6 separate regions of the Mus musculus genome follow, and all the other regions are linked to region 4. A link is a contact called in public Hi-C, HiChIP or PLAC-seq and promoter capture Hi-C data. All regions are on one chromosome and are shown on one strand. The core of a region is the stretch at or near the end of the contact, and the rest is flanking DNA. Distances in the headings are between cores, read along the strand shown.

Region 1 (4,708 bases), core at 591-3,090, 590 kb after region 4:
ATCTCTTGTGGTGACTGAGGTGGGATGTCTCAGTGGGCCCATACTGAGGCATCCCTTCCCCATGAGGGACCAGCCACACAATAGTATAGTATAGAATAGAGTTTATTCAGGGCATGGGAAGGGGAGTTAAGAGGGTAGTAGAGGCAGAGAAAGGCAGAGAGAGGGAGAGAGTAAAGAAGTAGAAGCTGGCCATGGCCATGGGCATGTGGAGAGAGGGGGAAGGGAAGAGCCCAAGATGGCAAGAGAGAAGCAAGCAGTAAGCAAGAGTAAGAGAGGGAGGAGGGGGGCAAGCAGCCCCTTCTATAGTAGGTCAGGCCTAACTGGCTGTTGCCAGGTAACTGTGGGGATGGAGTTTAGATACAATGCTAACTAACCTGCCATTAAACTATATATGGATCTCCTTATTCCCAAGTTTTTGGTGGCAAAACTCAATCTATCTGCCTAATGGCTTCATTCTACTGATATCAGGCTCCCTTGGGAACTCACAGTAGAGCTGGGCTGAAGGGACCCAGGACACAGCCCCAGAGCAAGAGCCATATGAGCAGGGAGGAAAAATACAAATTATACTCAACACTCAGAGGCAGAGCTAAATCCTGCTTTTCTTTACTTTGTTCTGGGTGCACACCCTATCCCCAGAGCCGGTGATATAGTAAAGGATCCAGACCCAGACACGGCCCGGTGGCTGTCAATCACACCAGCTACACTCAAAATCCACTTCCTCACAGAATGCTAGGGGGGGGCGATGATTGAGCTCTGTACTCAGTGTTGTCCTTTCCTCAGGCTGAGATGTACTCTTATGGATGGTCCTGCACATAAGCGTAGGACTAACCTCAGTGCCTGCTGAAGCACGCTCCCTCCCTTCTGCAAACTGTGCAGACCTGGCCTTCCCTGACTCCTCTGCTATTCTAAGCACTTCCTTTCCTTTCAGTTTTAGTGAATCTTTGATGGCGGATTAGATACTAGGGAAACCCTGCTCTACTAGGGCATCCAAGCAACCCTGCTGTGTCTTTCAAATATTTCCTGTTGCTTTTCTGGGGATTCCTCCCTGGTGAGGTCCTTGGTCAGTCTATCCAGGCTTCTTTCGGTAGAACAAAGGCCAGATCCTTAGTTGCTCCTGGCGCCTTCTTATCTAAAAATAGCCTTGCAAACCTGATTTTATCCATTTTCTATAAATTCCCAGGGAGCCCCCGTAGTGCTCCTTAAGGTCTAAGTAATAGTGACAGTTTGCTTTTATGGCTGAGCTGTGGTCATAACGTATTCTCTTTGCCAGCACAATTGGAACAATAAGACATTTACAACCAGTGCGAAAGTCTAGCCCCTGTCATAAGCCAGCCACTTAGAGATCATAATGTCACCTCCATATCCTATAGCTAAAGTCCTCAGGAAACACCCAGCTGTGCCAACTTAGGGGGTCTAACTCCCACTAACTGGGGGACTTGGTCAAATGATATATATGTATACAGAGAATGGATTTTACATTCAGAGGCCTCCTTACTCTGCATATCCTTACAATAGTGCCTGAAACAGATAATTCTAAAAAATACCTCATAATCATAATTGCTTTATGTCTTGTATCCAAAAGAGGCAAATCAAATCAATCAATCTTAATCAAATGCAAGCCTATTTCAGAACGCATGTCGCAGGACCCTGTTAGGTAAGCTGTGGGACTGACGACTTCTTCATGGAAACTCTGGCTTGAATATAGAATTATCTGTAAGGAGGGAGGAAGGAGGACAGAAAAGATCAAGCTCCTGACAGAATAATTTCCCTAAGGACGCACCAAGTCAGATGATTGGTTTCTTCCCCTGCACTGCCCCCTTGTGGTAAAATGTCGTTAGTGTTTTGGTAGAAAGAGGAAGTAAAGGAGACAGCGATGAAGGGAAGTCGGGCTCCAAAGAGGAGCTGCCAGCCTTCAAGGAGCTTGTGGGGAACCCTGCCCTGCCAGAGCTTCCTGTTCTTTGCTTTGTGGCCCTGTGAGAGGCGGCAGCTGCTGCTGCCCCACCCTGACCCTTTCTCTCCTCATCAGATCTGAGCAGCGTAACCAAAGATACATGGCACAGACCTCAGGAGCCCGCAGGAAAGGAGCGCCTTCCTGGAACGGTTTACCTTGCCCAGTCGTCCTGGACGCTCCCAAAGGAGGTTCTGTCGTTGTTAGCGATGTACATCAGTCTCCAGTGAGGCACATAACGCTTCAGTGAACATCTCGTCCAAAGGGACATTTGAAAGAACAAAAGAAGACCAGAAATATTTCTGAAGGAGTAGAAGCTGGGAGGGGACTTTGGGACACTTCTTTCAAGTTTCCTCCTCTGCTAAGAGAAATCTACAAACACAGGGGATTGTGTTATTCGCGTCACTGAGAGCAAGAGGAGAACGTCTGATTTGGGCATAGTATTCCAAGCACAGTTTATCGAAGTAACTGGACTCATAAATACAAAGTTGGAAAGCATCTCATGTGTACTGGGTTCTCCCTGGGAGCAAGTGCCTGTCACTGTCAGGGGAGACCTCTCCTGGAGGGCACAAATACTGCAACGTGTCAGTGATCCAGTTTCAGGAGTGAAAAATAATGTTTTGTGCAAATGCATTAATATTCTTCAAAATCTAGAAAGACATCAGAACTAGGAAGGTAACTATTGAGTGCAAACTAGCTTTTGGATGCCGTATTACTTCTTAATAAAATTTTACTAAAACTACAACCCTGAAAATAAATCAGATACTACAAATATATCCTTGTTTGAAGGCGGTGATAGATACCTGGTACGGACCAGATTGTGTCAGTGAGCAGGATCGACCCTTCCCCAGACACATTTTCAGTCAACACTTTCCTGTTCTGAGATGAGGTCCAAGGAGCGCTGGGTGCTCAGATACACTGGGGCTTTGCTCTGTAAGCAGCCTGTGGTTTCTGGGGTCCCCAGCAGAACCCCAGGGCTCTCTACCCCACATTTTGCTCTGGAAACCCAAGAGTCCTGTTGTGATTTATGAAGTGACAGAGTTAGGAAGAAAGGCAGCTCTTGGACCCGTAGCCCAACCAAACACACAAGCTGTGGTCGTCGCCCCAGACAACTGCTCTTCAGCAGGCTTGAGATTTCTCCACAGAGAGCAGAGTCCTTTCATGTGGGCAAAGAACGACTTTATCAGACAGAATGCCTCGATGCTTATGAAATGCTTCCTGAGAGGGAGGAAGTCAGGCTATAATTGGGGCAGAATTTACAACAGCGAAATCACATTTGGGCAAGTTCTCTCTTATTGCAAGGGGCCTCCGAGCCACTAGAGATGCTTCATAGATTGCCACTGTCACCTGCTGGCTGGCCTCCAACTGCCATGAGGCCCAGGGAGGGGAAGGCAGGTAGGCCCCTGAATCAAGGCTTGGGTGGTACCCAGAACACTCTGGATCACATGACCGACTTGGTTCTTAGAGGACAAGGTTTGGAAACTTTGATGTATAGGTCTAAAGCCTCAGTAGGAGGGAAGTTGGGTGGTGTCTGTCTCACCTGGTGCAGTGGCAGTGAGGCTGTAACAACTGCCCAGTCACTAGCCTGAAGCAGATGTTGTATTTAGTGCTAAGGTCACCTGTAGTTTATATGTAGCTCTTCTTGTTCACATGAAACATAGAAATCTACTTGACAGCCCCAAACGTCACTGCCACTATTGTGTTTCCTAAGGAATACAGCTGGAAGCTCATCTGTTCTTGAGCCAAGTCTTTCCCAGAACACATGGGTGGGTCTGACTGCAGAGAAATGGAGAAGATGGCAGAAATATGAAGATCAGAAAGACTGTCCAAAGGACAGAATAACAGACAGTAAAGGGCCGAGATGGATTTCATGAACAAAAGCAAAACTCAAAGTGCACATCATCTTGCGGTTGGGAAGTCCATCTCCTTCTGCTCCTTGTGGGAAATGAAGCCAATGCCATATCAAAACAAACAAAAAAATCTTGCAGCTTAACAATCCCAAAAGCTTACATCATTTTAAAATCTGTGCACTCAACATAGTAATGTCTCTTTTTTATCTCAAGAAGGTGTTCCTGCATAACTGCATACCTTCTAATGAATAGACTCACAGAAATAAAAAATAAAGCAATTTTTGTTCTTCCCCACAGGTTCATGTGAATGACTGATGTCTATTGCATAGAGGCTTACATGACTCTTGGGGTCCCCACCCCCACACTCTACCTCCCTGCCACCCCCACCCCCACACTCAACCTCTCTGCCACCCCAGGCTGCCTTACCACCCCAGGCTCTTACACTGTGGTGTTCAGCACTTCTGTCAGGGTGAGTTCCACAACTGGGAACCCTTGGCATCAGAAGCTACTGGGAACCTTACATTAAAATGGAGAGGGAAAAAATGCGAGTGTATGCGGGGTGGACATGAAAATCAAAGGCTGATCGGAGTGAGTGTTACAGATTGTATTGCTATGAGATCTCACAGGGGGTTCCTTTCAGCTCCATGGCCTTGCTTTCTCTGTTGAATGAATTCATATGAGACATGAAGTGGGGTACAGAACAGATGACAAGTAGAGATTATCACAAAGAGACAAGGGACAAGAGTGGCCAGTGGCCAGAGAGACCACTGTGAAGGAAAAAATGCATAATGTGGTAGTCGACAGTGAACAGGTGTGCGTATGAAGGCTTTATACTACTCTCAAGCATTTATGAAACATATTTCACTGTCCGGGTGATTGACAGGCCCATTTGGGTTCACTCTTCAGGGGG
Region 2 (4,795 bases), core at 1,159-3,658, 610 kb before region 4:
AACAAAAATAGATAAATCTTTAAGCCAGGCAGTGGGGGCGCACGCCTTTAATCCCAGCACTCTGGAGGCAGAGGCAAGCAGATTTCTGAGTTCGAGGCCAGCCTGGTCTACAGAGTGAGTTCTATGACAGCCAGGGCTATACAGAGAAATCCTGCTTCAAAAGACAAAAAAAAAAAAAAAAAAAAAAAAGAAAAAGAAAAAGAAAAAAAAAAGTAGGCTATGGCTAGTTATTCTGGTTACTCTTCAACATACACTTACCCATTGTCAGGTCGCTTGACATTGGGGTTACTCGATCTCTTTTTCATTAATACCCTCCCAATGAGAAAACTTATACAGCAAGGAATAAGCTTTACAAATAGATGAATTTGAGTTTTAGAGGACCACAAACATGCTAGCCAAGTGCTTAACCTACAGCTCCCATTCCATACGAGGCAATCTTGAAGATACTGCCCGGTTTTAAAGTATACAATTTTCCCAAACAAGACCACGGTTATATAGAGACTTATGAGCTTAGTTCCTTCATGAAGCATAAAGATCACAGGCTACATTAGATATTATATGACTGCAACAATATGCATATACCCTTTACATGCAACTATGCAACCAGCAGGACTAGTATCTCCCAAGGGTCATGTGAGGAACACCGGAGGCTTAGCATCCTGGGAGGCACACTTTCTCAGATGCTGTCACTCTGGAGCCAACTGGGAAAACATCCATCTTTGGCGGGAGAGCTCTGCTTGATGGCTTCTTCAGAGACTGGTGCTCTTACAAATCTTTCCAATTCAGCCCACCCCACATTCTTGCTCTTCAAGGAGGAAAACTTAACTTTCCTGGTCTTTTAAAGGAATTTTTCAGCTTGGAGCATTGTTTTCCCCTCTGACCTCTCCAGGTAAGTTAGGGTTTAAGGCTTTTCCAGTCCTGCCTAAGAAATCACAGCTTTGTCATGTATCCAACCTGGGACCACTGATAGCCTAAAATGTTTTTTTTTTTTTTTTTCCTCTCAGCTAGTGAAGACTGAGTCAGGCAGTCAGACACACTCCTTAAGTGCAATCCTTTATCTTGACAATGTTCTGATTTCTCTATCCCATTTTTCAAAGCTCTTTTTGCTACATCTCAAAACATTTAAACATGACGAGTAAATTGCCTGCCAGGAGATAATTCACCAATTAAGACAGCCGCTATTCTCATGGGTAGAGTCTGACTAATCAAATTCTTTTCTCTGAGGTATTAGAGGAATCATGGCTGGTAAAAAGAAAGAAAAAAGAAAAGGTAAAATTCTCATGCTGGTAAGAGTTTTAATTTTAAAAACTATTAGCAGGATGACAGCTATAACTAAGCCTTGAGAGGAGAATGACTCTGTGGTATTCTTGGGAACCTAAGGAAATTCACAGGAAGAAAAACAGCACTAATACAACTTTCACCATCTTTCTTATTTAAAATATAGGGTGAAGACCTACATTTTAGTATTCACCGAAAATCCAGGGCATCGACCACTGTTTGTTGAATGGACCATGATGTGTTTAAATTTTTATCCACGTGTTGATTTGGACATACGAGGGGGTTAGTATCGTCTTTATATTACCTCTGCTAGATACAAGTATCATCACCTCCAAGCAGAAGAAACTGAAGCACGGATATTAGGTAACTCGACCAAGGTCACAGGTAAGCTGGGAACCCAACCTTCTGCAGGCAGTTCTTGCCCTTGGGCCAGTACGTTTTTCAGAATGCGAGGAGGTGATGATTATGGTGAAGTAATCTATCTACATGACTTGGGGTTTTCACTGTTGTCAAAGCGTGGAGCTTCGTTTCCAAAAGGATCCGGGGTAGTCATCTGCCAGCTTTGTTCAAACTTGTGAACAAGAGCGTTCGACAAAACTCACCCCTCATTAATTTGACTCTTCCCAGCAATGGGAAAGGTCTCTAGAAATCCTTCTCTGAACTGCACTCAAAATGAGGGAGCTAAGCTGAAAGCGACTTTGGGAAAGGGGTCCTGGTGCAAGCCTCTAGCTACGTATGCCATCTTCGGTTGCAGCACCGTGCGGGGTGCCCAGATCAGAAACCAGCCAAGGTGGCAGAGTCTGTAGGAAGAGCCAAAGACTGAAGTGGGACAGCGCCTACCAAAACTACACACAGGCACTTAAAGGGCTGCTCTCACGTGACCCAGCGCCTCGCATCCGGGCCGCGCACGGACCGGCAGTACCCCTGAGTCACCTCGGCTGCAGCAGCAGGATCGGGACCCGTCGCAACTGGTTCCTGTCCACCGCAGCCAACAACGCCGCCGCCGCCATCTCCGCGCTGTTCTGCTGGATTCCAAAAGCTGCTTGGCTTATTCTTGAAAGCGTCCCTCCCTGCGCAAGCTTCTTGTCCCCGATCCGCCACCGTAGCTCCGAAGAGCAAGTAGGCGTCTCCGCAAGAGCCAATCACAAAACTGGGTGTTTCAAGGTACCGATTGGCTGATTGGACCATGTGCCTGGGGGGTGGGGAGTGAACTGTGAGGGGCTGGGCTCCATCTGGAGGGGCGGGGCCAGGTTTTTTTTTTTTTCTTTTTTTTTTTTTTTAGCACAGAGCATGAGAGGAAAATGCACAGCCCCTCAAACCACCACTCAAGCAAAATGCAAGCTTTCTCACTAAACATCAGGAAAAAGGGGCAGTGGAAACTGCGTGGCAGGAAACAAAGACACAGTAAAAGCTATGTGTAGGTATTTGATACAGCTGAGGCAGAGCTCATATGGGGGAGAAAAACACAGTAAGTGAAACAGCCAATCGAAGGGTTATAAGTGCAAAAACTAAATGGGACGTAGTGGCGCATATTTGCAATCCCAGAAGCTGAAGCAGAAGGATTGTAGTAAGTGACAGGATTGACTAGACAGTGAGTCCCAGGCCAGCCTGAGCAATACGTTGAGGCTGTCCCTCAAAAACCAAAATAAATAAGATATGAAAAACAAACATAAATGCAGAAGGAAAACAAATGTAAAGAGGAATAAATTAGTGAAATCAGAAAACTAACACCAAAGGACAAATAAATCCAGGAACTAAGAAAATAATTAGAAATAAGGGGACACAAGTGGAAGCAGGAACATCAGGAGTTCAAGCCCATCCTAACCTGCAGACCAAGTTCGAGACCAGTCTGGGCTAGTAGTCCTGCACCTGTCTTTAAAATCTAAGATGTTTTCTTGAAAGATTCGAACTTTTAGAAAGTCTGGATACAAATTGGCTTGCTTGTGTATTTTCGAGAAGGTTCCTACTTATCTGGCCCATTGGCCAGCAAAAGAGAACCCATCCCTCTGGAGTTCACCAGAAATGAATTCCTTCCTTCAGGAAGGATATCTTATATTGAGTAAGTTTAGACTTTTATCGGTAGAGTCATCACATAGTTTCAAAACGTCCCTGGGAGTACTTGCCACTGGCTTTGTTTGTGTGGCTGGATATCTTTTTTTCCTACAGAGTTATAAGAACTCTAGTTATAGAGGTTAATATTTCCTCAGGTTTTCATTTAGTTGTTTACTTTTACGCTGTTTCAGGTGTGAAGAGTTCCATATTAAAAAAAAAAAAAAAAAAAAAAAACCACACACTGTTTTCTGGGCGTGGGGAGAAATTGTTTTCATCTTGTACTTAAAATGAATGTAAGATATATATTTAAAACAGCAAAAAAGTGAACATGGCCTCCAAATAAGCAAGAAATAAAGAGGAAAAAAATCTCACATGACTTTTTTTTTTTTTCTTTTTGAGACACGGTCTCTCTATGTAGCCCTGACTGTCCTGGAACTCACTATGTAGACCAGGCTGACTTCTAACTCACAGAGTTTGAGAGCCTGCCTCTGCCTCCCAAGGGCTAGGACTGAATGTGTGCACCACCACACTGGTCTTGATTATATATATATATGTGTGTGTGTGTGTGTGTGTGTGTGTGTGTGTGTGTGTATATATGTGTGTGTGTGTATATATATATATATATATGTGTGTGTGTGTGTATATATATATATATATATATATATATATATATATATATATATGTCCCTGGCTGTCCTGGAACTCACTTTTAAAAGTAGGGAAATCAAATATAGAGAAAACAATAAATTAACAAGAAGCTGATTTTGTACAACTTTGACAAACCAGAAATGAAATGGATTTTACAAGAAAATACTGTTTACTAAAATAGATGCTGGAAAAGAGACAAGATCTAAATAATCCTTCCCCCTGTTTTGAATCCCTCTTTACCTCCACCCCAACTGATGAAAAAGCTCACCTTCTCTAGCTAAAAGAATTTCCATATGTAATAAACAATGGTTCATTGCAGTGCTATTACTTTTTTTCTAGAGCACAAAATGATGGAAAATTTTACAGTTCTTTCTATGAAGATAACATGGATGCCAAAATCAATAAAAAGAACATGTACTTCACACACACATTGATAGTCAACCCCCATTGTGTGTATTGATGGAAAAATCCCATATAAACATTAACTAAAACATAGAGTGATATATAGCAAGGTAAATTTTATTGTAGAAATGTAAGGTTGGCTTACTATTGAGAAGCCACTGATATAGTTGATCATGTTAATGTTTGAAAGAAAAGAAAATGTGTTCATAGGTACTTGACCACTGTTTGAGAAAACCCGGGTGTTGTTCCTTATTTTAGCTCAGTTCAAGAGATGATAGGGTTAGGCTCTCTGGAAAAGAAATGTTGGTTCCCATGATGGTTTGGATATGCTTGGCCCAGGGAGTGGCACTATTAGAAGGTATGGCCCTGTTGGAATAGGTGTGCCCCACACTGTGGGTGTGGGCTTTAATACCCT
Region 3 (4,508 bases), core at 68-2,567, 550 kb before region 4:
GACCTAATTCATCAAAGACCTAGTTTATAGTGCCAGGACCTGGGAAAGTCCCTAAACATATTAACCTTGCTTTTTGGCTTCTGTAGTTTCACTTCTCGCTAACTGTTCTTACTTGCTTTTTGTGCATAAAAGGAAAAGAATAGTGAGGCTCTGGGCTACATAGTTTGGGAAGTTCCTTATGCAGTCCCCAGTGGGGCATAAATGCTTTCTATTGGTGTTAAAACTGCATGTATTTTCTGAAGGAGTCATCTTGTAACAGTTGATGCCACACTGGTTCCCTCAGGACAACCTGCCTAGAAATAAAGACAACAGACATATGAATAAACCCTGATGTGAGAGCTGGACCAGTTGGACCAGGCCCTGCCTTGGCTTACTTCCTCAACATAAGATTCATTTTAAAAAAAACAAACAAGGGCTGGAAAGATGGCTCAGCGGTTAAGAGCATTGACTGCTCTTCCAGAGGCCTTGAGTTCAATTCTCAGCAACCACATGGTGGCTCACAACCATCTGTAATGGGATTCATTGCCCTCTTCTGGTGTGTCTGTAGACAGCAATGGTATACTCACATACATAAAATAAATAAATCATAAAAAGAAACAAACAAACAAACATGGTGTTTATAGTTTCATAGGGTAGGTCACCGAGCCAAGGGAAATGCCTTGCCCTGGGAGTGGTGAAGAAAGCAAGTGTCTGAAGACTGTGGCCAATAGGGGCCAGACTAGGGGGGTGCACAACACAGGGAGTGGTAGATTCAAGAAAGGAGGAAACAGCATGCTCTTAGTGCTTCATGCAGTCTCCCATACAAAATGATACCACGCCACTCACATATTTAAGAGAATTAGGCAGAAGTGGGTTAGTAAAATAGGTCCCTTGTCATTTTGTTATACCCATTTAGCAATATTCTAAGTCCTACATTAAGTGAGATGAGAATAACAAAAGTTGTACTTCTAGGTTTATTTGATGAAATCTAATCTGCTCTTTAGAGGATGTGCTGAGAATAGCACACAGGCACAAGAGCTGTGTTTGGGAGCCTGGGTGGTAGTTTTGCAGCTTGACTTTTGAGTATTTTCGTTTTCTTACTGGCAAAAGTATAACAAGAAAGAACACACACACACACACACACACACACACACACACACACACACACACACACTTACTTCCTAGCCTGTTCGGATGAATTTTAAAAAACTACAATTTCTAAATTACATACTCAGACATTACATACAGCAATGCTTGGCGTAGGAGACATTTATTAAACATATTCTGGAACGACCTGTCCAATAGCCTCGCTCAAGGCGGCGCAGCCCTTGCGTCATCAGGAAGTGCGAGCTAGCTTCCGGTTGCAGCGGTGCAGGGTGAGACTTTGGATGCCCGGACGCGGGTGATTGGCGTCATTGGGAGGAGCGGCGGGGCTTCCAGCGACTTGAAGTCTGAAGTCAGGAGCAGCATGTCTGGCTGTGTGCTGCTCTCGCGTGGGGCGACTGCGGCGGCGGCTGCGGCGCGAGCTTCCCGGGTGCTGAGGGAATTCACGGCGAGGCGCCGCCCGCTGCACACCAGCCTGCAGAGCTGCTCGTTCGCCAAGGAGCTCTTCCTGGGCAACATCGAGCAGGTAGGAGGCGAGGCCGGACTGCCCGTGTCCTCTGCTCCCACCTTTCATTCTGGCCAGAGTTGCATGGAACGTTATCCGAGCCCGTAGAAGCCAAACATCCGAGAGGCTGGGCTCGGCGATGTGGCTTAAGTCGTGTCACAGTGGTTTTTGTTTTGGGGCAGGGTCTCATTCAGTAGTAGCCCAGGCTGTCTTTGGACTCGCTCTGTAGCTAGGCATGCCTTGAATACGTGGTCCTCTTGCCTCGGTCCTCAGAGTTGCCCATCCAGCTATTTCTTGTCTTGGAAGTTTGTCTCGTATTGTCTGACTTTATTAAAGTAGAAGTCAACACTTGGGCTGAGTGGCTGCCCTGGTGCAACGTTCAAAGCTAGAACTTTGAAGTGTGGGGACCCTTTTGCCCACATTCTGGCGCAGAGGGTGCCGAGGGACTTGGATTCTTGTGCTTTTCCAAGGCAGGAGGAAGAGCGCAGCCATCATGTATCCCCTTCAGTCTTTAAATCTACCCTTCATCACCCGTGAGCTTTGCTGCCAGTTTTCCATTTCTGTATTTAGTGAGAGTCCCAGTGGTCAGCTCTCCTCCAGATGGTATCTACTTTCTATACTGTTGTGAGCTGTATACCCCTAGCAAAGGCTGGCCTGGTGATTAGAACTCAGCTTTCTCACTATTCAAGGATAATTCTGCATCTTGGACCTGTGCCCTCAGGCTTTGGCCCAGTGGCCAGTGGTTTTCTCCACATTGCTCACTTCTCATTCCCATTCCTACCCCACCCACCATTAGTAACTAATGCAGATATGTACTTAATGTTTGTTCTGAATGCATGTTAGGCCTCAGGTTTCTGAAAAAAAAATTCTTTTCTTTGTATCTCTTTTGTTAGTTCCTTGGTTTCTCAACCTGTAGACCTTGGCCAGTGTCTCTGGTAGCCCAGTTGAAGTCAGAGGCAGTGTCGTTGTTGTTTGTGTTGTTTTGTTCTTCTTCTTTTTAATGTGGAGGTGGCAGGTGTATTGATTGCTTGCTTTTGAGACAGTCTCACTGAGACTTTCTGCCTCTGCCTTCCTTCATGAGAGCTAGATTGAAATTGTATGCCACACCTAGCAATGCTGAATTTTTCTAAAGTTTAAGCCTGTGGGCCTCTCTTTTTATTATGGTCAGCCCCTTGATGACCTAATTCAGTGCCCTAGCTTTAAATGACAACTCTATTCTTACGACTCAGATTTATTTTTTCAACTTGAGTTCTTCCCCTAACTCCAGACTTAGTCTACCTTTCTGCTCTATATCTCCTCTTAGATGTCTAATAAGCATCTTTAATAAGCATATATGATAACCTCTCCTGGATCCCACCCAGTTCTGCTTCTCCCAACAGCCCGTTTACAATAGATAATGGCTACTCTGTGATTCAACTTTTTCAATACATTCTCCAGTGACACCTTTGATTCGTCTTGTTCTCATTGAATCCTATAGTAAGTAAATCTTTGTTTATCTTCAAGTTACATTCATATCTGACCACTTCTAACTTCACTGCTACTTCCTGGATTGAGCAAACACCAGCTCTCGGAGCATTTCTGGGCCTTGACTAGGACAATGGCAGTGGTACTTAAGCGTCTGAGGGTAGAGAGTAGCCGAGTTATCCATGCCAGTGGCTGACATATACACTTACTTGGACCCGAGTCTGTCCCAGGGGCAAGTGGGAGGATGAATGGGTGAGGCTTGTGTGGCACTGGCAGACTTAGTTACAGCCCCTGGCTTATATAATTGGCTTCTGCAGTAGGATTACCTGAATAACAGGTTCTTTTGCTTTATCAGCTTAAAAGATGCTAATTGTTATTTCACTCCTCACCCACACGGCGCCTCATTCAGTTTTTGTCACTTTTAACTAGAGGATATTTTCCTTCTAGCCTCCAGTATCCACCCCCCCCCCCTGATATTTTTTGTTTTAGGTTTTTGGGTTTTGTTCTGTTTTGGAAGATTGTATTTGAGTTGTTGTTTTTGAGACTGGGTCGTGATGTGTAGTCTTGGCTGGCATGGAGCGTGCTATGTAGACCAGGCTGGCTTGAACTCACAGGAGTCCACTGGCCTCTGCCTTCCAAGTGCTGGGATTAAAGGTGTGCCTCATTGTGCCTGGACTCCTGAAGTCTTTACCCTTTTAAGTATGTCTGAATACCAGTTATTTGCCAGGTTGCCTGTTTTGCCTAGTTTGCCCACTGGGATCGACATCACTTTTCTCCCACACAGCCCTTTGACCCAGACTAGGTGACAGGCAAGACTGTGAAGGTGATGGAGTAGGAGTGGTCTGAGCCTCCATGAGTGAGCAGCCTTGTTCTAAGAGGCTCAGAGGGCCAACAGGAACTATGCTCCCTGTTAGTCTGCCTCAGCAGTGGAGTGAGTGCTGGTGGATGGCAGCATATTCTTTAAGTCACTTGTCTCTTGGATAGAGAGAGACCCATGGACCTCTTGTCCTTGGGCCAGAGAGGAGCAAATAGATTTTGGAACGTTGCTAATGTGGAGAAGTCAGGAACGTGAGTACTAAGACAGGGTAGAGACTTGAGTGCTCCCCTTGGTGAGAGGAACCAAGGAGACAGGGGAACTCCTGATCCTGAAAACTTGTGATATATCTGTGTTCAGCTGTGGGTCCAGATATACACCCTGTCCAAAGCACCTGGAGGAGTAGCTAGAGCTTGGCGGGCCACAGGTCTTCAAGCCATATGGGATCATTTCAAAGGCCCGCAGGGAATCCTGGCAAGTTGGCCACTAGTGATTAGAAGCCACATCATTCTCCAGGACGCAGGCATGGTCACTTCATGTTTCAGGACCCAAGTATGTCCTGCTTGACCCACACAGCTCCTTTCTCTGATGAACAGGATCATATAGGAGAAGCCAATACAGGACATATAAGTTGCTCAAAGC
Region 4 (4,945 bases), core at 1,982-4,481:
CATAAAAGAGAACAAGACATACATAGCTTTAATGCTTTCCGTGAGGTTAGTTTCAAAAGAGAGAAACTGTTTCCCTCTCTTTGTAAAGCCTCTAATCTCGGACCCTGCAGCAATGAAGATTTTCTCCTGAGGCGTGTTGACGGCCCCTCCTAGTTCCAGCCTCGAGATCTTCTGCCCTGGTAAAGTCTTGAACACTGGCTGTAAAAATCAATTGGGGAAAAAGTTAAGTGTACAAGTTATTTCACTGTAAACATTTTCCTGTACTATAAAAGCTATGATTTTAAACTTATACAATGTTAACAAATATTTTCCACTTGTACATTTCAGGAAGACTCTAACTTCGGAGTACCCAGCAAGTAGCGCATCTGTCTTTTGGAAAAGCTGCCGCCCTAGAAGAGCTCCACTCACCACAGCTTCTCCTTTCTTCACGCCGAAGCATATCACTACCCCATCTTGATCTCCAACAACCACCTGCAACACATGGATTCAGAGTCTAAATTTATTGTTATGGTAAAAAGCTCACCAGTGCCTTCAGATGACACACTACAAGAACACCCAAGAAACCCCATCAAATTTAAATATAGCACCAAAAGCTACAGTTATCTGAAAAAGCTACTTGAAGATCTTTCTCTATTTTCAACTATATATCCATGTAAACTGACTTAATGAGTTTTTCCCTATGTATTGCAACCAAAACAAAATCATCACAACTGACTGAAAGCAGAGAAAACCTACCTTTGCTTAAGAACTTGCAAAAATATAATATAATGTCACTATTATCTCTAAGTTATCCTATTTTGAAAATAATAGACATTTACTAAATATTAGATATTTTAATAAAAATATAGTCTTAATGTAAACATGATGGATTTAAGAATTTCTGAGATTTAATTTTCATATAGTAAGTACTAATATTACATACATAAGTTCTTTCGGATCCTCAGCAATTTAAATGAGTAAACTTTTGGAGAGTGCTATTATATATAGAATATAATAAACAATAATCTTGATTTATTATTCTTGAAATGTCAGGTTCCTCTCATATATTTAAATACCTTATTTGTAAGAACTGACCTTATGTAAATCACTTCAAAAATGCAGCCAAAGGTCAAATAATGTATTTAAGTCCATTTATCAGGAAAAAAATCTTGTAATTCATCTTGATAAATGTAAACATATCAAAATAATATATTTCCTTTACAGCTATTAAAATACCATACTACTCTACAAAATAATTCGTTTTTGTCTATAAGATGTCAAGCTAATACAAAGTTCAACATTAAAAACACTAACTCAGTAAGGGTAGATTTAAACCAGGCATGACTGCACATGCCTACAATCCCTGAACTTCTGATGCTGAGGTAGGAAGATCAAGAGTTCGAGGCCAGCCTCAGCCACATCAAAGCATGTCTCAAAAATAAAATAAGTAAAAACAAAATAGAAACAACAACAAAATAGAAAGTTTACAGAAATCAATGTTCTGTTGAACTTTACACTTCGTTTTCCATGGTACACAGAGTGAATTATTACCAAAAATGGAGTGTTTGTTTTGTTTTTTCAGTGCTAGGGACTAACCTCAGGGCCTTGAACATGGTAACTAAGTCCCTACTACTGAACTGCAGCTGAAGCTCATGATGTATGGTCCTTACCGAGTTTCCTCACACAACTTACTACTTGTATGTAATATCAATGTCCGAGGACACTACTTTCTGTAAACGTTGGCTCCTATTCCAACTTTGTTCATTTCCATCTTAATGTCAGCACCTGTTACACACCAAGGTACCAGTAAGGATGGCAACGTGAGCCTGCCCTTTGAGAGGCAGGAGAAGGCGGAGAAGGCAGCATCTACAGCACCTTTTGTGTAGCCCTTTGTCTTGAGGTAGGAAGCAACTTCATAGTTTTCTGAGAGGTCACTCCGACCTAAGGAAACAGAACAGCCAGCTAGTTGCTTTCTACATGCTGTAATTTGAACATCCGAAAGTGGATGCTTTCGGACATGCTGTAATTTGAAGTTCTTACATTGATAATTTAAGAAGAACAGACCACATCATGGGAGTTTTAGTTTTTTTCAGTTTTAGGTTTTTTTTTTTCTCACTGAAATGTATATTCTTATCAGTTAACTTTCATTTTGATGAAATATGTCAGAGAAGGTCGGAATACAGGAAACAATCCAAAACGTTTAAAATATATATATAATCGTGTAACATTACTGGCAAGGAGCTTCAGAAAATATCTTCAGAAGCCCTTCCTATTAGTGATGGGAAATAGGGGACTTCCGCTGAAATAACATACCTGCTGACATCCTAAGATTCCAGTGAAACTGACCATGACTATTTACAAAAGGCACAGCGAGGAAAAACAGCATGACTTGTTCATCAAAGGTGACTGTCACCAGAACTTAAAAACAACCAATCATGAGAAAACCTGCTTGGTGCATGTATAACTATTCTGAATTTTTAGGCACGCTGCTACAGTTTTAAGCAATCCATTTAGTTTAACATTGTCAAGTGCTTTGAACCATAGCTTGGGGAAGTTGGACTTGGAGATTGTAGGTCCTATCCATCCAAGCTAAAGATGAGAACCCAAACTGGGAATCACAGAGATGGTGACTAATTGGACAGATCCAAGAGATATTGTCAGGGTGTAGCTTCCATAAAATACTAAAGAGAACTATCTGGCCCAACGCCCTGGGGAACTAAGTGGATGTTTATACCACGAAGAACTTCTTAAGAGATGGGTAGGAGGGATAAGAAGCCATGCACCACAGGGATGCCCGCTCTGGAGTCCGGCGCTTTGATTCAAACAGCAACTGCATGATTTGTTACTACGGGGCCAAGTATTTACCTTCTCTGGGCTCCTAATTCTTCATTTGCACTAACTACCTTAGTGGCAAATTTTTGTGATGATTTAGTCAGTTCATTAGGGCTGTGATGGTTCATTGAAATCTGGCTGGTGTGGTCAGGCCCAGTGGGAGTGACAGGGCGGTCGAGACCACTGGGAGCGGCTGGGACACCCCCAGGACCCGGGCCTGGAGGGACCGGGGCTTCCCCAGGCCCGCGTCCACCCACGAGGGCGCCCGCCAATCGGTTTACCTGGAGGTAGTCTGCCCGGCTTAACGTCAGATCCATGGCGGCCGCACGGAGAGGCGGGACCCGCTGTGGAAGCCTTCCCTCGGAGAGCCCACCACTAGACTGACGAGCCGGCCTGCGTCAGGGCAGCGGCGCCCAGCAACGCGGGCTCGACACGTGACCCATCTTAGCTCACTGTGAAGCCCCGCCCTCTCCCGGGGAGCTGCACCAGGAAAGGGGGGCGGAGGGAACGGTCCTCAGACGCTGGCCGGTTTCCAAGGCAACCGGGGCGCATTCTCTGCCTCCCAGCTCTGGGCCGCTGGGCCAGCGATCTGCTTGGAGCTTCGCTGGAGCTTCGCTCATGCATGTTCCTTCAGCTCTGAATGAAACTCTGGAGAAGCGAATATTTTGTGCCTTGTTCTACTCCTGGTTCTTCATTTTAGGCTTTGTCATACAAATTTTCCCCTCAAATATTTATTTTTGTTTTGTGTGTATATGAATAGTGCCTGATGTATTAATGTGCATCACATGCGTGTTGCCTTCTAAGGAGGCCAGGGCCTTGGGACTCCCATGTGTTTGTTAAGAAACCTAATCTTGGGTCCTGTGCAAGAGCAGCAAGTGCTCTTAAAAACACTGAGCCACCTTCCAGCCTGGCACGCAAATTCTAAAACAACAACCCCCCATAAACTGTATTTATGTAGTGTGTGTGTGTGTGTGTGTGTGTGTGTGTGTGTGTGTGTGTGTGTGTGTGTGTGTTTTGGAGGTCATGTCGAAGTCTGAGTACAACTTTCAGGAGTCATTCTTTCCACCCTGAGGATCGTTGGGCTTGGTGGCAACCTGCCCATTACCTGCTGAGCCATCTTGCCAATCCTCTTCCTCCCATTCTATAACTACACTCCCCTCCCCCAGGGCCACAGTACAAGACTCTGAGTCAAACAAATCAAATCGAAACATAATAATAATACCTAAGAAATGAGTTTGAAACAATAGAATAAGCGGAGAAACTAGACAGTAACGACACAGAAAATCTGAGTAAACTCGGGAGGCAGAGGCAGGCGGATTTCTGAGTTCGAGGCCAGTCTGGTCTACAAAGTGAGTTCCAGGACAGTCAGGGCTACACAGAGAAACCCTGTCTCGAAAAACCAAAACCAAAACCAAACCAAACAAACAAACAAAAAAACCAATAGCAAGTAATGAGAAGTCACCTTAAAAAGAAAGTTCAGGACAGGCGACTTCAAACAAAAGCACCAATTCTTCCCAAACTATTTCCTAAAATTGAAAGGATGGGGCTTTTTCAAACTCTTGTAGGCCAGCATTTCCTCATACCAAACCAAAACAGGACACAAGAGAAACACACACACACACACACACACACACACACACACACACACACACACACACCCATGCACACACCCCCATGCACATCTCACACACAGTCTCTTGCCACTTGTCTTGTTCTACCTTCAGGCTACTAACAAAAAGAGCATCAGCAGGTGCAATCCTTCCAACGGATATGAACTAGAGTTGTGAGCAAAAATAGACTTATTTTCTTTAAAACTTAAAAATAGAAAGAAAAAAAGGTGAAAGAAGGGAAAAAGTCAATGAAAAGTCTAAACAAAGATCACTGATGAAACAAAGAAGTAAAAATTTCAAAACAAGCAAGCAAACAACCTAGCAACGATTCCAACAGCACAACGAAGACATCATTCCAGCCAGGAGCTGTCAAGCACACCTGTGAGGCCAGCTACCCCTAAGTCTGGGTAAGTTGGTCATTAATGAAAAGCCCTGGGTAACATGGAGAAAACCTGTCTCAAAAAAAAAAAAACCCAAAACATAAAATTTCAACATGCTTTTGTGAAAAAAACCTTTGAGCAAAT
Region 5 (4,463 bases), core at 1,807-4,306, 810 kb after region 4:
CTGAATGGCAGCTAGAACGCAGAGGGAGGAAGATACACCCTGTAAAGGTTTTCTGTGAAATGCATGGTCCCGACCTCTCTGCATTGCTATAGCCCAGTTGTTTATGTGATTCTCCACCCACCACAGCACTGGTGTTTATAAGCAAACCACCCAAATGCAGGCCCAGCACATAGCAGGTGTTCAGGCACTGTAGAACGGACAAAAGAAGCGGAATCACATGCAGTTCTGGCGCTTCCTTCTTCTTTCCAGAGCTGCATATGCTATAGGGTACTCTACCATGGAGCCAAATCCCCAGCCCACTCTATTTCTCTTAATGCCATTGACTTTAATCTTCACAAATGATGATGAAAGGTGTATTTACTCCTATGGAAAAGTTCTGATGTTATTCTTGGTTTATAAGAATAGAAATTAAAAAAAAAAAGTCAGAACTATCCTGACGTATTACTAGCCTGAAGAGAGGAATATTTTTTGTGATATTTGCATTAACATGTCTATATCTTATATTGTACCTTTTATAATACATTATATATTAAGTAGTCTATCATTAAAATTCCTTCAATGAAAGTGGATTCCTCAATAGCAGTAGCATCCCTTATGCATCCTACAAGCTAATCAGCCAACTTCTACTCTACACATTTGTTTACATTATTAAAAGCAATTTTCCTTTTTTTCCCTCTAGTAATGTGGCTTTCCCTCCTTTCCCTGTGTTCATAGCTTGTATGAGCTCCTAGAAGCTCAACCTCTTCAACAGTTTTTCCTAACTACTGCTCATGCGCTACTATTATGTGAGCTTAAGGCCATATGATGTCTGTGTGATTTATTAGAACATACCATGTTCTAATACTAGACAGCATCTACTAACTAGTTTTCTAATGCTAGTTAAGATGTCATGGATTTGCAATTCTAGAAGCAGGGGTATTTCACTGCCAGGGCAAACTCTATGTGATTCCAGGCAAGGTAATTACCTCTGTAATCCTGGAAGCGAGGCAGGGGTGGGTCATGAGTTTGTAGTCAGCTTGAGCTATCTATAACATTTACCTATCTCAAAATCCCTCTGCCAAGGAAGTATTCTATGTAGGGCTAAGTATACTATAATCCTACTATCTGAGTTATGTAAAAGCAGTGGTAAATAGTGACCTTCATATGCAATATGCTTTAACAGCCTTTACTAACTCATTACAGACAACATCTAATCTCCTTAAAGAGACATCGAATCAGGCTTTCTCCTCAGATAAGCTCCTGTTTACAGGAACTGCCAACTAGTTTGGTTTAATTCCATCACAACAGAACTATTGGAAGCTCAAGAACAGTGTGAAGAAAGCAAAGACCAGAGCCAGAGGGAGGTACCCGTTGTCTCTGGGCCTTGGCACCATCATCCTTCAACTGGGCAGAGCATGTACTTCCAGGTTATGGAGATGAGATACATTCCTAGTTGTTAGATTCTTAAAACAATGTCTAATACTTGATAATGACAGTGAAATGTTTTATTAAAGGGGTCTCATTCAGCGTGTCTTTGATCACACTTATCCAGTATTCAGAGCTGGCTAGCATTAGAAGTCTTTTTAGTGGTCATTTGATTAATGAATACCTGGAAAAGTTCGTAACACAATCTTGAACTCGAACCTTGGACTTGTTTCAAGATCCAATACACTTCTGGAGTGGTGCTTAGATTATCATCTCCCACTGGGAAAAACTATCTAAGTATGGCAAATGCCTGTGCCCATCCATATACGTGCACATATCAGAGGATGAACTGATTCGATTCTCCTACTGGTGAAAGTGTTGAAGTCTAAGCACTTATAAGCAGGAGAGATGATGTTAAATAGCCTTGTTTGAAGATTAAACAGCATTAGAGTCGCTAACTTGCCGTGTTTGTTGCTCACAGAATAAAGATCATTTGTGGTTTCCTGGTTATGTGAAAGGATCTTTTCCATTCCATGCTAAATTTCCATGCTATGCCTTCAGTTTGAAAAACAGGCTGTTCTAACAAATCAGACACTTATCCCAAAGTGAGGGGGACTCCTTCACACAAGCATCCTTTCAGATAACTGGGTTCACCGTTCAAAGCCAGTGATGTACCAGTGATGTGTTCCTACTGAAAACTGCAAAGCTCTGTGGGTAGATGCAAGCACTGGCACCCATCCCGGTTAGGAAACCGTTTTGCTTGGCAAAGCATGTGGCAGAATCCAAGTAGCAGCAAAACTAAGGTTGCAAGGTAGCACACAGTGAGGCTGTCAGTGTTTACTAAGAGTTAAAGGCGTGGCCGACACCGTGCTAGGCGCTGCGAATCCCGTGTCAGTCTCAGGGGCAAGCATTCAGGGTTCGGGCCGGGACGTGGCTGAGGGCACTTCCAGGTCACAGCGAGAGGACCGCTGGGTGTCCTTTCAGCTTTCACCTCAGAGCCCACACGCTCCGCCCTGGTTTCCGGGGCCCGAGACCCGCACTTGCCCTGCAAGAGCCTCCGGAAGGCGGCGGCATCCAGCCCGTGCAACGTATGGTGCCGCGACAAGTGCACCGAGACGCCCCCAAATCTGTCCAGCTCGCCTTGTAGCTCGGCCCCGCAGGAGCCCGGGGTCTCCAGGCCGCCCGAGGCTGTGCGCCGCCCCGGCCGGAGCCTGGCTCCGCCCGCGTAAAGCAATGTGGAGAACCAGTAGCGGGTCCTCCTCACCCACCACATGGCTGCACCTAGCCTTTCCGTTCTCCCCTTCCCGCCCCGCCCACATCGCCTGACGTAGCATCTCTTCCCTGTCGCACGCCCCGCCCCTTCCAGCCCTGCCCGGTCTACCACGCCAGACGTAGCCTGGTCTCATCCTGGGCGCACGCCCCGCCCCTTCCCGCCCCGCCCACATCGCCTGACGTAGCCTTGTCTCCTCCAGGGAGCACGCCCCGCCCCTTCCCGCCCCACTCTCGTGACCCCGTGCAACCTCACCTCTTTCCGGCGATCGCCCCGCCCCATCTCGCGGCGAACACTCTCAGGCCTCTTCCGGAGCTCGCTCCGCCCCTTTTCGCTGGGAGGAGGGCCGACCGTAAACTCTCGAAACGTGTCTCCACCCGCTAAGCTTGAGCTGGACTTGCCATTTGGTAGAGCTTAGTGGAGCTGACTGTCCTCGACGGGTCTGGAACAGAGAGGAGAAACTTTCGGATTTTGTTGTTGTTACTTTAAGCCCAACCACATTCGCTTCGGGACTAGGCAAAGCAGCGGAACAGCCGAAGTCCACTTTTCAAGGGTTCATAACGTCAACGGCGGTGCCTACGCCTAGCCCTTCTTTCTTTCCGAAACGGTGTCTTGCGAGACCCTCGCTCTCCGCCTCCGCCTCGTGGGTGGCGCTTCTACGCGGAGCATTACGGCGTGCGCGCCGCGCCGCTGACCTCTGACCCGGAAGTTTGATCCCCGTGCCGCGCACGTTGAGCCGGCTCGGGGCTGCTTTTCTCCGACAGCCTGCGGTCATGTCTTCCAAGAAGAACCGAAAGCGGCAGAAGGAGGGCGCGGAGGGCGCCTCGCCCTCGCTCTCTGCGGCTCCGTCCCGCTCAGGGACCTCGACTCCTTTCGCCCAGCCGAGCCCGGCGGCGCCGGGGATGCTGGTGGTGACCAACTTCCTTGAGAAAGGTGAGGAAAGCGCGGGCAGCCGCGGGGCTGAGGCGCCTGAGGGGAGCGCGGCGTGTGGAGGTGGGCGTGACGCGGGAGCCCGCGGACCGCCAGGCGGCCCGGCCCGAGGCGCCCGCCCGGCCCTCTTTGCAAAAAGTTGAGGATTGCCTTTTTACTTTTTCCTCTTTCATACGTACTTCGGGAGCACTGGCGATGGCGTACGCCACGGGACCTTGACTAGCAACCCTCGAGGTGGCCTTGGCTCCTTGGAGACTCACTGTCCAGTCAGCCCGGCAAAAACGGTTCTTACCTAGTGAGCCTAGCCTGCGCTCAAACGCTAACTTGTGACGATGAACGCGTACTGCCTAACAGCGCTCTGGCTGTAGGGACAACGGCAGCGTTTAGTTACTGCTGTTGACTAGTCGCACCCTGGTGTTAGTCCTAAGTTATCCCGTCACGTGTGCCGCTCCTCTGGTTTTTCACAGAAACTGTGGTCAAAATGAGTACGGAAAGGTCAGGTCCCCATCTCACAGATCAGAAAAGGCTAACGGAGTCGCATATCAGGTACCCAGGCACCAGTGGCTGGCAGAGTCCGTGTTGGAGTACAGGTCTCTTTGATTCCGGAGCTGTTTGTCTGAGATGAGTTTTGTTGGCTTGGTGAATGGACAGACTTCACGTCTGAAAAATGAGCTACTTGGTAAACCTTTTAGCTTGTATGATGTGTAGTGGTTCTGAAAAGTGGAGCAGACTGACGAGGGACATAGTTTTTTTTGTGTGTCCAGAAAGATTGTCAAGACTGTCTTAGCATTAGCACAGTGTTTAATCTGCCTTAGCAATCAGGATACAGCTTGTTCTGTTCTGCAGATTCAACAGCTTT
Region 6 (4,361 bases), core at 1,141-3,640, 860 kb before region 4:
ATATTATGTGAAGGTGTTTTCATGGGGTCCACTTAAATCCAACTGCAACAAAGAGCCAGAATATCTCAGATCATTTAAGCTCGAAAACCACAACTTCTGTGACAAGTAATTGTTACATTTTCCCATCAATCAGGACAGGAATTGGTTCCTGGGCCTGGGAACGTGAACTTAGTTTAACCCTGCCAGCAAGTTGGGAAAGTTGTCCTTGAGATGGCTGGACCCAGACAAGTGTCTCTTTACAACAGAAGGCATTCAGCTATTGGGAAGTCCCCAGCTCCCCTAGGGCCTGGGACCTTGAACTTAGTTTCCCCCTATGGTTAAATGGAGGTTAAAAACAAAATGTCAGTACTTAGGGCAAGTTTCTTTTGTTTGTTCCCAATAGCATACACATACAACTGAAATCAAGATTTCAGAGAATTGATCCCTCTGACCTCTATACACCCACATGGCACATACTCCTACCTCCAAGAAATAAATTTAATTAAAAAAAAAACCCTGATTATTATACATGGAGAAGATTTTACCACCACTAAAGAATTACAACTATAGTATAAAAATGCTCGGCCATGCTATGGTTCTGGTAGAAAATGTTTGGAGCAAAACACTGCCCTGTTGCTATTTTTGTTCCTGACAGTTTGGACTTTCATATGGTCTTCACATATTTGAGCTGCTTTTTGCCACATTGCCTCATAACACCTCGAATCAACTCCTTCCTAATTCCCCACCCCCTGTCCACTTCCACCTTTAGAAATTTGGAAGCCAGTTCAATGATATGTAATGCATCCTCTAGGTTGCTGTTTTACAGGTTTTCTTGACAAATTTTGGTGGCATATAAATAAAACATTTCCAGGCCTACTTTGTAACCAAGTCACTGAGAAACGAGATGTGAGAAGTAAGTTTGTTTAGGAATATAGCTTAAGAACACAGGTTCTACTGTCCGATTATCCATAATCCAAATCACAGTTTTGCCGAATTATTTAACTTGAGCTTCTCCATCTGCACAATCGGGATAATACGTACTTCAGAGACCCAATTAGAGTATCGGGTAGAGCTTGACGCAGTGGGTTCTGGGACACTGCCTTAGAACGGAAGTAACATTTTGTTTTCTCTAAAAGCATTCCAGTAACTTTATGCTGGTGTCACAGAGTAAGGGTCGGGCATAAGAGCAAAACGAAGGTTCCTTTTTCTTTTTAAATATCTGTCCTAAATTTGGGTAATTTATAATATTAAAAAAAAATTATTGCAGGTCCCCCCCCCCCCCCCCCGAGACAGGGTTTCACTGTATAGCCCTGGCTGTCCTGGAACTCACTTTGTAGACCAGGCCGGTCTCGAACTCAGAAATCTGCCTGCCTGTGTCTCCCGAGTGCAGGGATTAAAAAGGGATTAAAGGGCTCCATTGCAGATTTTATAGGCCATAGATAACTGAAAGACTCTAATTGCAATGCTGGATTAACTAAGACATGACTACTGAAACCAAAAGACAGATTTGTCTAATCACCGTAGCTTAGATTTAGGTTTTTGCAGAATGTTACTTTTCAAATTACAAATGTCTGATGGTGACGTGTTTTAATTCAGGAAAAAGAGAGTACGACGAAGACGAACAGGTGGCTGCTTTTAGACAGTATAAACTTGTTCCAGTTGCTTGTATGGGCCTTCTTAAAAGTTATCCACACCCTTGTTAGAGAGGTCACGCTACTTTGGAGGTAGTTTTCATTGCATGCTTAGCAATTAGCTTTCCGAGGAAAGTCTCTCCCCTTAGCCTTTCCAGCTTAATTCATCAGGATAGGAACTCAGCAATAGCTCCAGAAATTGAGGTGCAGGCTGGACTCTCACAGAGAAATCTCAAACTTTCCCCAATATTAGTCCACTTTGGTTACTCGCTGAGTTATGTGTGAAGCAATTAAATGCCTTTGACAATTAAAAAAATTTTTTTTACCAAGTCTATAAGAATTTTGTACAATTTAGTTTGATCATAATCATCTCCCTCTCCAAATGTAAGTCTTTGATAATTTAATGGTCTGGGCACAGACCTTTTGGTCACATACATTTGCTGGTGTGGATCCGAATGTTGGGGTGGATGGGGGGGGGGGTTGGTGGGGGAGGGGGAAGATCTGTGACAGGGCAGAGCCAACTCCTCTTCGAGGAGTTGCTACAGCCTAGCCGGCCAAGATACAAAAACTCGAAAAAGGCCCACAGAGCCGGCGAGCCTGACAGCGCTCACGTTTTCGCGACAAACCGCCCCGGAAAGGGGCGGGCAAACCCGCGCGGAAACACGGAAGGGTGGGCCTCCGAGAGGTAAAGAAGCGGGCGGGTCCAGAGCAGGTGAGGGAGGGGCACAGGGCTTGGGGGCGGGACCATGGAGGGCGAGGGCGGGGCGGCGCCGTGGGGGCGGGCCCATGGCGGGCGAGGGCGGGGCGGCGCCGTGGGGGCGGCGGTGCTTCGGGTGACAACGGTCAGAGATGAAGGTGGCGGCGGCTCAGCGGGGAGTAGTGCTGCGCCGGGCGCGGTTGGCAGCCAGGCCGCGCCTGTAGGACCTCCGGGCCGGGGTGGCGGGATGGGGACCCGACTCGGGTAGAAAAGCGGGGACAGCAGAGAGCAGAACTTAAGCCCGAGGGGCTCGCCTGCTCCGGTCACACTCGGAGTCCTCTTCCACCTGCTGCCGCTCGGTCCCGCGTCCGGCGGGCCACGACGGCGTCGGCGACGGCGGGGGCATGTGGCGCTGGGTCCGGCAGCAGCTGGTAAGTGAGGGCTGGGTGGCGCGGCGGGGCGGCGAGGGCTAGGCCGCGGCGGGGGCGCGCGGCTCTCTCTCGGCCCGGGCTCCGCACAGCGCGGGGATGCACTGCAGCTTGCGGCCGCTGAGGGTCGCGAGCCGCGCGGGCCCCGAGGTGGCGGAGGTAGCGGCGCGGGGCGCGGGTCAGGCGGCTCCCCCGGACTCCGAACTAGGCTCGTGCGGGCTCCGGAGGAGGTCTGGGTCCTCCTCGGCCTCCCGGCGGAAGCTCGCCCTGGGCCTAGGAGGAAGGCGCGCCGGAAAGGTCTTCACCGCAGACCGGTGCAACTTCTCTGTGCATCTCTTGTGTGTCACCCACCCCTCAAGGCGGTTAGAACGCACGGGTTAGGAGCCAGTGGTTTAACTTTTGAACATTACTGTATTACCTGGAAAAAGAAAAAGAAAACCCTAGAGTGACTTAAGTGTCTAAAAAGCGTCACCTTTCTCAGAAATCATTCACAGACGAAAATCTCTCATGTCCCTTGGCACTTGCAGCCCAGAAAATAACAACGCCAAGGCGACAATGACAGTTAAGGCAGACATCACTTCAGTTCTAGGAATGCTAATCTATATGCTGTTTAATTTTGAAATTGTACCAATTGCAGTATTTTTTTTCTACGAGGTTTCAAGGCAGTGATAAATCTTAGAGAAACAGAAATGTCCTGTTTTGAGACCAAAATCTTCATTCTTTTTTCTTGTGGTAGAACAGTTTTTCAGGTGAAAACTAAAAAGTATGTATTTCAGTCAGTCTCCTGTTTATTTTACAGTAAGCATCATTCTTAAATAAAGAAATCTTATAAATAAAACTAGAACCGCCTGCCACTCCCTCATACAAATGGTAGGTCTTTATTTTTAGCTAACTGTTGCAAATTGAAGTATTCCAGCTTTATTGGGAATCCAAGCTAATGATGTCATTTAATCCACACTTGCTTTCTTGTGGCAAGCCAGTACAGTAAGGAAGTTAATTATTACAAATCTGATCTGCTTTTGACTTCTCAGGCGTCAAGTAAACAAAAGATTTAACACCTTTTTATCTGATGTTTTGGGTGAGAAAATAGTTTTTAAGGCTGTTTTTTCAAGCCTTTCCCAGTATGTTAAGACAGTCTCTCAGTGTGAGGTACTTTTTTGTTAGCTTGAATAAAATCTTTCTATGTGATCATTCCTATCTTCCAGATAGAAATCTGGTAATGTTGTGAGAAATGGCTTTATGTTTACGGCTGAAAGGGATAAACCAGAAGCTGTGTGGTCATTTTTAAGTCAGCTGTCTCATGGCCCTGACTAACAAGTTGAACAAGTTGCTTTCCATTTTAAAAAAAAAAAATACTATCTCTGATATTTAGTTGTCTGTCACTGGTTTTACTTTTAAGATAATCAAGTCTTTAAGAACTTGTGCCAGGGCTGGAGAGATGGCTCAGTGAGTTAAGAGCACTGACTCTTCCAGAGGTCCTGAGTTCAATTCCCAGCAATCACATGGTAGCTCACAGACCATCTGTAATGGGGTCTGATGCACTCTTCTGGTGTGTCTGAAGACAGCTACAGTGTACTCATCTAAATAAAAATAAATAAATCTTTAAAAAAACAAAAACAAAAACCC

Evidence for each region. Promoter capture Hi-C pulls out the DNA fragments that hold promoters and counts their contacts. Hi-C and Micro-C count contacts between places; a contact is called where the count stands out from the background. HiChIP or PLAC-seq counts read pairs in DNA pulled down with a chosen protein or histone mark.
Region 1: a contact with region 4 is called in an H3K4me3 HiChIP or PLAC-seq map of neural progenitor cells, with 15 times the contacts expected there. The contact joins the enhancer-like site here to the promoter of Bbs7 in region 4. A contact is called at or near these places in 10 of 39 promoter capture datasets (the C10 cell line, the HPC-7 cell line, cranial neural crest and 6 more), 4 of 484 Hi-C or Micro-C datasets (the BV-2 cell line, the MNK3 cell line, forebrain neurons and 1 more) and 15 of 115 datasets of contacts at active chromatin or transcription factors (the NIH/3T3 cell line, SST interneurons, T-cell acute lymphoblastic leukemia and 9 more).
Region 2: a contact with region 4 is called in a Hi-C map of muscle stem cells, with 2.0 times the contacts expected there. The contact joins the promoter of Mccc1 here to the promoter of Bbs7 in region 4. A contact is called at or near these places in 1 of 39 promoter capture datasets (liver), 1 of 484 Hi-C or Micro-C datasets (muscle stem cells) and 1 of 9 other capture datasets (adipose tissue).
Region 3: a promoter capture Hi-C map of hippocampal neurons shows a contact between it and region 4, with 3 times the contacts expected there. The contact joins the promoter of Acad9 here to the promoter of Bbs7 in region 4. A contact is called at or near these places in 1 of 39 promoter capture datasets (hippocampal neurons) and 1 of 9 other capture datasets (pancreatic islet).
Region 5: a promoter capture Hi-C map of embryonic stem cells shows a contact between it and region 4, with 3 times the contacts expected there. The contact joins the promoter of Spata5 here to the promoter of Bbs7 in region 4. A contact is called at or near these places in 7 of 39 promoter capture datasets (cranial neural crest, embryonic stem cells, frontonasal cranial neural crest and 3 more), 4 of 484 Hi-C or Micro-C datasets (CD8 T cells, Sertoli cells, embryonic stem cells and 1 more) and 9 of 115 datasets of contacts at active chromatin or transcription factors (astrocytes, embryonic stem cells, epiblast stem cells and 4 more).
Region 6: a contact with region 4 is called in a promoter capture Hi-C map of liver, with 2.7 times the contacts expected there. The contact joins the promoter of Atp11b here to the promoter of Bbs7 in region 4. A contact is called at or near these places in 2 of 39 promoter capture datasets (both in liver), 1 of 484 Hi-C or Micro-C datasets (rod photoreceptor) and 1 of 115 datasets of contacts at active chromatin or transcription factors (astrocytes).

Annotation. Positions count from the first base shown.
Region 1 is chr3:37,202,296-37,207,003 of GRCm38.p6, forward strand. No RefSeq gene overlaps it. Among named protein-coding and RNA genes, the nearest start is that of Gm36168, 20 kb to the right of the region's middle. Within about 2 kb of position 1,841, at least 204 of the 459 cell types and tissues checked have an H3K27ac peak or open chromatin away from gene starts, as enhancers often do. A contact at or near this core is called in the HPC-7 cell line, the MNK3 cell line, embryonic forebrain and 3 more, where this site is marked.
Region 2 is chr3:35,998,270-36,003,064 of GRCm38.p6, forward strand. It overlaps Mccc1 (methylcrotonoyl-Coenzyme A carboxylase 1 (alpha)), which reads right to left and starts at 2,409. Exons shown (of 19, transcript NM_023644.4): 1 at 2,212-2,409. The coding sequence starts at 2,288. It overlaps Mccc1os (methylcrotonoyl-Coenzyme A carboxylase 1 (alpha), opposite strand), which reads left to right and starts at 1,644. Exons shown (of 3, transcript NR_029456.1): 1 at 1,644-2,442.
Region 3 is chr3:36,064,662-36,069,169 of GRCm38.p6, forward strand. It overlaps Acad9 (acyl-Coenzyme A dehydrogenase family, member 9), which reads left to right and starts at 1,318. Exons shown (of 18, transcript NM_172678.4): 1 at 1,318-1,609. The coding sequence starts at 1,448.
Region 4 is chr3:36,610,158-36,615,102 of GRCm38.p6, forward strand. It overlaps Bbs7 (Bardet-Biedl syndrome 7 (human)), which reads right to left and starts at 3,232. Exons shown (of 19, transcript NM_027810.3): 1 at 3,093-3,232; 2 at 1,855-1,920; 3 at 409-471; 4 at 23-198. The coding sequence starts at 3,128.
Region 5 is chr3:37,416,894-37,421,356 of GRCm38.p6, forward strand. It overlaps Spata5 (spermatogenesis associated 5), which reads left to right and starts at 3,057. Exons shown (of 16, transcript NM_001163511.2): 1 at 3,057-3,607. The coding sequence starts at 3,448. It overlaps Nudt6 (nudix (nucleoside diphosphate linked moiety X)-type motif 6), which reads right to left and starts at 2,703. Exons shown (of 5, transcript NM_001291044.1): 1 at 2,449-2,703; 2 at 1-11. The coding sequence starts at 2,677.
Region 6 is chr3:35,751,673-35,756,033 of GRCm38.p6, forward strand. Atp11b (ATPase, class VI, type 11B) reads left to right here and starts at 2,391. Exons shown (of 30, transcript NM_029570.4): 1 at 2,391-2,738. The coding sequence starts at 2,712.